Linked DNA regions of Mus musculus: region 1 is linked to region 2. Evidence: chromatin contacts called from public Hi-C data. All regions are on one chromosome and are shown on one strand. Each heading gives the region's core, a stretch centred on a gene start, on an enhancer-like site or on the middle of the called end of the contact. The rest is flanking DNA. Distances are from core to core; before and after follow the strand shown. Region 1 has its middle 79 kb from the start of Gm40042. Region 2 has its middle 16 kb from the start of Gm23096.

What was found. Hi-C and Micro-C count contacts between places; a contact is called where the count stands out from the background.
Region 1: a Hi-C map of muscle stem cells shows a contact between it and region 2, with 2.5 times the contacts expected there. The contact joins two enhancer-like sites. A contact is called at or near these places in 1 of 39 promoter capture datasets (cranial neural crest), 2 of 484 Hi-C or Micro-C datasets (muscle stem cells and myocytes) and 1 of 115 datasets of contacts at active chromatin or transcription factors (fibro-adipogenic progenitors).

What each region holds. Positions count from the first base shown.
Region 1 is chr3:50,102,810-50,106,733 of GRCm38.p6, forward strand. No RefSeq gene overlaps it. Among named protein-coding and RNA genes, the nearest start is that of Gm40042, 79 kb to the left of the region's middle. Within about 2 kb of position 2,587, at least 17 of the 459 cell types and tissues checked have an H3K27ac peak or open chromatin away from gene starts, as enhancers often do. A contact at or near this core is called in muscle stem cells and myocytes, where this site is marked.
Region 2 is chr3:49,641,354-49,644,824 of GRCm38.p6, forward strand. It overlaps the pseudogene Gm29741. Among named protein-coding and RNA genes, the nearest start is that of Gm23096, 16 kb to the right of the region's middle. Within about 2 kb of position 1,293, at least 101 of the 459 cell types and tissues checked have an H3K27ac peak or open chromatin away from gene starts, as enhancers often do. A contact at or near this core is called in muscle stem cells and myocytes, where this site is marked.

The DNA of each region.
Region 1 (3,924 bases), core at 1,337-3,836, 460 kb after region 2:
TATTATGAGTACAATTGGTTTAAATATATGAGCTAATTACCAGAGTCCCTACTGTTGGTTCTTCTTTCTGCCCACTATTAGGGCCTCTTTGTTCCTATTACCAGCACTCCTTTTATGAGGTTTGGTAAATCCACACTGTTTTCTTCAGAGAAGTCGTGCATGCTCCTGTTAAGTTTATTGCTAGAAACTTTACATTTTTATTAGGTTGTCACAGGGTTCTTTTTTTCATTATATTTTCTAACTGCTTATACTCAGATTGCACACAAAACAGATTTTGTCTATTTATTTATAAGTGGCTTGCTTCTTCAATGGGCTCCCTGAAAATCATAATTCAAGGACACTATAATTCAAGGCTTCTCATCATATCAAGGTTGCCTCCTATTGCATTCCTTTTCAAATTAGAATGGAAGGAGTAGTCCAGGAAATAAGCACTTCTGTTTTACCTTCAGTAATATCTGTCTGTCATCCCAGGCTGGTGAGATGACACTTGCCACCAAGCCTACTGACCTGAGTTTCAGCCTTGAAATTCATATGGTGGAAAGAGATAATCAGTTCCAACAAGTTTTTCTTCAACTTCAAAACATGCTCTTGTGCACGCATGCACTCATATGCCTAGCACACATACACTCACAAACCAAATAAATATAATATTTTGTAAGGTTTGTGGAGTTTTTGAGATAAATACAAAAGATCTCATTTTAAATAATAGGCTATGGCCCCAGGACCTAGAAAAGATATATTAAGTGTCTCCTTACAAAATATAGCCACCACCATCCTGTTTCCCTAACATTATAGAGTATATCTATCAACTAAAAACAGTCAGATGATATGATAGTATATATATAAGTGACCCTAAAAATTCCACCAGAGAACTCCTAAACCTGATAAACAGCTTCAATGAAGTAGCTGGATATAAAATTAACTCAAACAAGTCAATCGCCTTTTTCTACACAAAGGATAAACAGGCTGAGAAAGAAATTAGGGAAACAACACCCTTCTCAATAGTCACAAATAATATAAAATACCTTGGCATGATTCTAACTAAGAAAGTGAAAGATCTGTATGATAAGAACTTCAAGTCTCTGAAGAAAGAAATTAAAGAAGATCTCAGAAGATGGAAAGATCTCCCAGGCTCATGGATTGGCAGGATTAATATAATAAAAATGGCTATCTTGCCAAAAGCAATCTACAGATTCAATGCAATCCCCATCAAAATTCCAACTCAATTCTTCAATGAATTAGAAAGGGCAATCGGCAGATTCATCTGGAATAACAAAAAACCTAGGATAGCAAAAACTCTTCTCAAGGATAAAAGAACCTCTGGTGGAATCACCATGCCTGACCTAAAGCTGTACTACAGAGCAATTGTGATAAAAACTGCATGGTACTGGTATAGAGACAGACAAGTAGACCAATGGAGTAGAATTGAAGACCCAGAAATGAACCCACACACCTATGGTCACTTGATCTTTGACAAGGAAGCTAAAACCATCCAGTGGAGAAAAGACAGCATTTTCAACAAATGGTGCTGGCACAACTGGAGGTTATCATGTAGAAGAATGCAAATTATCTCCTTGTACTAAGGTCAAATCTAAGTGGATCAAGGAACTCCACATAAAACCAGAGACACTGAAACTTATAGAGGAGAAAGTGGGGAAAAGCCTCGAAGATATGGGCACAGGGGAAAAATTCCTGAATAGAACAGCAATGGCTTGTGCTGTAAGAATGAGAATTGACAAATGGGACCTCATAAAATTGCAAAGCTTCTGCAAGGCAAAAGACACTGTCAATAAGACATTATCAACTTTTAATGATCAGAGTCCCAATTGTCATTAGGCCCAAGAGAAATCTTCAAGCCAAAGCTGCTGCGGTTACTATTCAATTTCTGGCATAATACAAAATTTATATTTTATTTATTTGTAGTTTTATTTTTATGTCTAATCTTCATATTATTTTGTTCTTTGGTCATACAATACCACAGTGGTCCTGTATGAGCTAGCTAGCCTTCCTAAGAAAGGGCAATCCCGATACCTTGTTCTTTTATTATTTATTCAGGCAGGTTTCCTTTTTCTTTTTTCCTTTTTCTTTTTATTAGATATTTTCTTCATTTATATTTCAAATGCTATCCTGAAAGTCCCCTATAGCCCCCACCCACCCACCCTGCTCCTCAACCCATCCACTCCTGCTTCCTGGCCCTGGCATTCCCCTGAACTGGGGCATATAATCTTACAAGACCAAGGGTCTCTCCTCCCAATGATGGCCGACTAGGCCATCTTCTCAGGCAGGTTTTCTACATTAGTATAAGTAAGCCTCTGTATAGGGGCAGAGGTAACTCCAGCCAATCTAAGTTTGTTGCTGTATCTTTTTCTCAAAGGGCATACCATATATAGCCCCCAATTTTATAAGCCATGTAATCATCTGAGCACACAGGAGGAAGAGGCTTGTTGTCTGATCTGCTGCTCACTCCTCTAGCCCACCAAATCCTGCTTACCTTTTGAAGTTAACTTTCTTCTAATTGTCTGGTTCCTGAATAAGTGCAGGAGCAGATGTTCCAAGACAGTATTTTGGAGCTGGCGTCTCATAAGACCTCTCCCATTTTCATGTGAGTCAGAATCTCCAGGGCACAAGGAAGACCTTCAAGTACAGCCAGATAAGGGTATCTCTGTAAAAGTTGGAGGGATAACAGGCTCAGGACTTTCTTGGGGCAGCTTAGAAGCAGTACTTCTGAGAGAAGACATGCATTTCCCATCAGTCTAATATCGTCACGTTTTACAAATATTAAAAGCTCCCTACGCATGAAACACTTGGAGAGAAAGACCAAAAGTGAAAGGTTATACAATGGTGACGCATCGTGTGGCTCGGCTTTGTTGGATCTTTGTCAAGCAGCTGTTCTGGCTTCATGACTGTTGTTGCTCCCATTAGATATGGCCACTCCAGTGTGCCAGCTTACTAAAATCAATCTACTGTTGCTTCAGTTTGAATCTGCCAGTGCCTGAAAAATACAAAAGTGGATGCTCATAGCCATCCATTGGACAAAGCACAGGGTCCACAATGAAGGAGATAGAGAAAGTACCCAGGGAGCTGAAGGGGTTTGCAGCCCCATAGGAGGAACAACAATATAAACTAATCAGTACCCCGAGAATTCCCTGGGACCAAACCACCAATCAAAGAAAACACATGCTGGAACTCATGGCTCTAGCTGCATATGTAGCAGAGGATGCGTTAGTCAGTCATCAGTGGAAGGAGAGGCCCTTGGTTCTGCGAAGACTCTATGCCCCAGTATAAGGGAATGCCAGGGCCAGGAAGCGGGAGTAGGTGGGTTGGGAGGAGGATGAAAGGGAAGGGGGTAAGAGATTTTCGGAGGGGAAACTAAGAAAGGAGATAGCATTTGAAATGTAAATAAAGAAAATATCTAATAAAAAAAGAAATTAAGAAAAAATCCCTGAAATGATAGTAATTAAGTGATCCTTTACCAGCATGCATATGCAGGCTAAAAGAAAGGGGAAAAAAAAAAAAGAAAAACGAAAGAAAAAATTTAAATATTTCTAAATCTCAATCCATGACTCTTCTTCTTTTTAATCCAGTTTTGTAATACTTCAATACCTTATTATACTTACTCTAGAGTGTGACCTGTTGGTTAACTAAAAAGAAAACACTTTTGTAATAGTCTAATTACTGGGGTCAATTACATACTTTCTCTATAAGAAAATATTCTTTATCAATAAAAAATAAGTCTCATATTTACCATTTTTCAGATTTCAATATATGGCTAAAAGTTTCTTTAAAATGAATTCTGTCCATCTGTAGTTTTAAGAAAAACATCTGGTAGTATTTGTTTCCAAGCACATGACTATGCCAAGCAGACTATCAGCAAACGACTTGGTAAATGTAAAGTTGGTTTATTTGTCGAAGTCATGGGCAGCT
Region 2 (3,471 bases), core at 43-2,542:
GCAAATGTCCACTTAACACTCAACTGAGATGGCATGAGTAACAAAAAGACCCGAAGGTTTTGTTTTCCAGTTTTCTTTGGCTAATCAGGATACATTTATTCTGGAGAATATTCTGAATAAAATATTTTTTCTTCAAAGCATGAGTTTAGAGCAGCTGCTTTTCATGGTACACACCTGCAAGGTATTACGGAATGATGTGTTTTTAAAAGGAGTGCTTCAAAATCCTATGTTCAATTTGTGCCTCCCAGCTCAGACTCACTCTCTGCCTGCTGTGTGTTCAGCAGGCCCTGCTTACTGTCTCCCTGACCCTGGTTGCCTAGTTACAAAATCCTCTTTGTGATTTGTGAGATGCTCATCCTGATTGAGAGCAATGGATTTATTTATTTTTTTCCTAAAGTAAACTTAAGAGAGTTTCTATTTCAGAGTGGAACATATTAAAACCAGTAAACCTTGCCAAATTTAGACATGTAGTTCCCACGGAGAAAACTTATCAACTAGAGTTTTTGTCTCTTCCAAATTCTTTCTGGTCAATAGGGCCAAGAGTTTCCTTCTGGTTCTACAGAAAAGTAACTTCACGTAGCTCCTAAAAAAGGATAGATTATAAAATCAAGTTTAAATATAAAAATACATTACAAAAATTTAGTATATTTTAAGTGGATTGAGCATCTCTCTAGTTTTCTCATTGTTTCTATAAATGAACTTGAGAGAAAATACATTGTAAGTAAATTGCCAGGTTGAAACATTTCAAATAATACGTTTTTTGTTTTGTTAATTAACACAGTGCATTTCAAATTTCAAGCCACATAGCTCTGTGCTAGTGTCCAAGCAAACTGCTTATCAAACAAGTATTTATAGAAACCACTTATCTATCTAATTTTTTCTAAGGCATTTTTTTTACCACTAACAAATTCAAGTGGAGTTAATGCACAGTTTCATGATGATTTCTGTGGATCACAAACACACTAATATAGTAGTGATTGTTGATTACAAGAGTTTGGGTGCAATAACTCTGAAGATTTCTTAAAGAGATGCCAACTGGCAAGCGGAGCTAAGTACCACAGTCCAGTTCTGAAATAACTAGCCCATTATGTCATAGGCTCCGCTTGCTCCTCTGACACTTGAGCGTGTACACCCACTGCAGTCAGGATAATTGGTACCAGCTGTTTAACTGTTGATCTTTTTTCTTTTAACTTTGGCCAGGAGCCAAGCTGACTTAAAAGCCAGGATTCTAAAAAGAGCCTGAAGACTCCTGCCAATGTATATGTATGTTTTTGTTTCAAGCTGCCTTGCTGGAGTAGTTCATTCCAAGGCCATGATGGAGAAAAGACAGTAACACAGATGCAAGTGAAAATAGGCTGTCTAGCTTCTAAGAGTCAGAGGGAAGCCAAAATGTGTGACTCAAACATCTCATTTTTCCACTCTTTTCTTTCCAGAGCAACAGTTTCCACTCACTGGTGTGACCAGCAATTTGTTTTTATCCTCCAGATATTTTCTGTAACAGAGTTTTGTGGTGAATGTGAATAATGGGTTCAGGGTCTTAAAAATGTAGTTTCCTCCTCTTTTTATTTATTTATTTTTTTTGTCAAGCCATTGAAGAAAAATTTATCTTGACAACCAGCAAATATGAAACAATATCCTTCCCCTAATCCCTAAAGTAATAGACCCAGAAAGGATAGGATCGGGTACCTGATGCCCCTGATAGAGTATGAGAAGTGTATTCAAAGATCCAAACAGAGTTAGTTACTAGAAAATGTGTATTGGTGGTGACCTTCTCAACTACTACTTAAAGCAACTGCTTTGTAAAACATCATAGTTAAAACAAACTGTAAAATTCTAATTATTAAAAGTATGATAAAGCATTAAACTGGATTTTAGTGTTCTGATAGTATTCAAGTTTCATTTCGGGTAATAGTAAAATCCTAGTTGTAAGAAAATTATTAGAGCATCTTCAGAAAGTTAGAAAAGTGGGTGGGTGGGTTGGTGGGGGAGCTCCCTCCTGGAAGCAGGGTGGAGGGAGGATGGGATAGGGGGTTTGAAGAGGGGAAACAGGGAAGGGGGATGCCATTCGTAATGTAAATAAATAAAATAATGTATAAAAATATAGAAAACGAAAAGGAATAACATGGCAACAGGAAAATCAAATCGTTGTAAAGGTTGAAAACACAGATATGAGTAGAAAAATCAGGGAACTAATGCAAATATTTTCAGAGTCTGAGAAAAGAAAGAAATGTTAAAAATAATATGAAGGGCGGTGGGCAGCCTCTGACCGAAACTGGGCCTCAACCAGATGGTGGTGGTGAGGCACAGCTGCCAGCCCTGGGGCTCGATCCTCCGGCTGTTCGGGCGGCCTGGGAAGTGGCTTTGCTGCGCTGCTCTTCCTGGGCCCTTCTTGGGTTGTGTATGGGACCAACTATCGCCAAACCATCTTCATATTTATCAGCAGTTCTGGCGGTGAGCAAATCAACCAGGTGGCCCTGGAGGCCTGGCGCAGCCTCGGGGACAGGGAAGATATCAGCCTACAGGAGGTGGAGCCAGTAATCTCCCGAGCTGTGATGGATAACCCTCAGCATGGCTTCTGGCGGTCTGGCATCATGGAGGAGCACCTGCTGGATGCTGTGGTGCCCTTCCTCCCACTCCGGCAGCATCACGTGTGCCACTGTGTACTCAAGTGGTTCAGGCTGTGCTGGACAGTACCACCTACTTCCCTGAGGTAGAACAGCTCTTCTCCTCCAATAGCTGCAAGACAGTGGCCTCCCGACTCACATTTTTCCTCTGAGAAACCCAGGTTGCATCACTGCCTCCTCTGCCTAGACAGAGCAAACACGAAAGGCCTGGGCGGCTCTTGGAAGAATTCTTTCCTAAGCTGATTGGCAAGTGGGACCCAGAGCACAACGCTAAGATGAAGAAAGGTCTAGAAGCACCTTTGCTAAGAAATTCCTGGGTAACCCAGAACCTCACAGCTGTGCCACTGCCCTGCAGTCTGAGCCTGAGCCTTCTCAATGTGAACTGCATGCAACACAGGGATGAAGGATTGTGAGTGCTTCCAGCTGGGGACTCTTACTGGCACGCTTGTGTGGCTCCTTTCCCAGATCTCAGCCCACAGCCTCTGGCTGGATCTGGCAATCCAGCTAGGCCAGGCTAGCCCCTCACAGTTTCACCAAATGGAAGGACTCAAGTACTACATGGGCCTGAATTTCAAAGTTTTTAATTTTGTACAAGAGACCAGAGATAATCAACTTAGCCATGGTATTAGAAAAAAAAAATAATACGAAGAAAAAAATCAAGGTTTGATGATGAAATTGAAGGCAAGCAAGATGTTAGTCCATTCCATATATTAAATGACATACTTCTTACTTGTTCAACAAATGTTTCTTGGACACATGATACATATTAATACTCCCGGTGAAAAACAAAAGCATATTCAGATATCACAGATATCCCTCGAAGGGAGAAGAGAAGTCTTGCCATCAG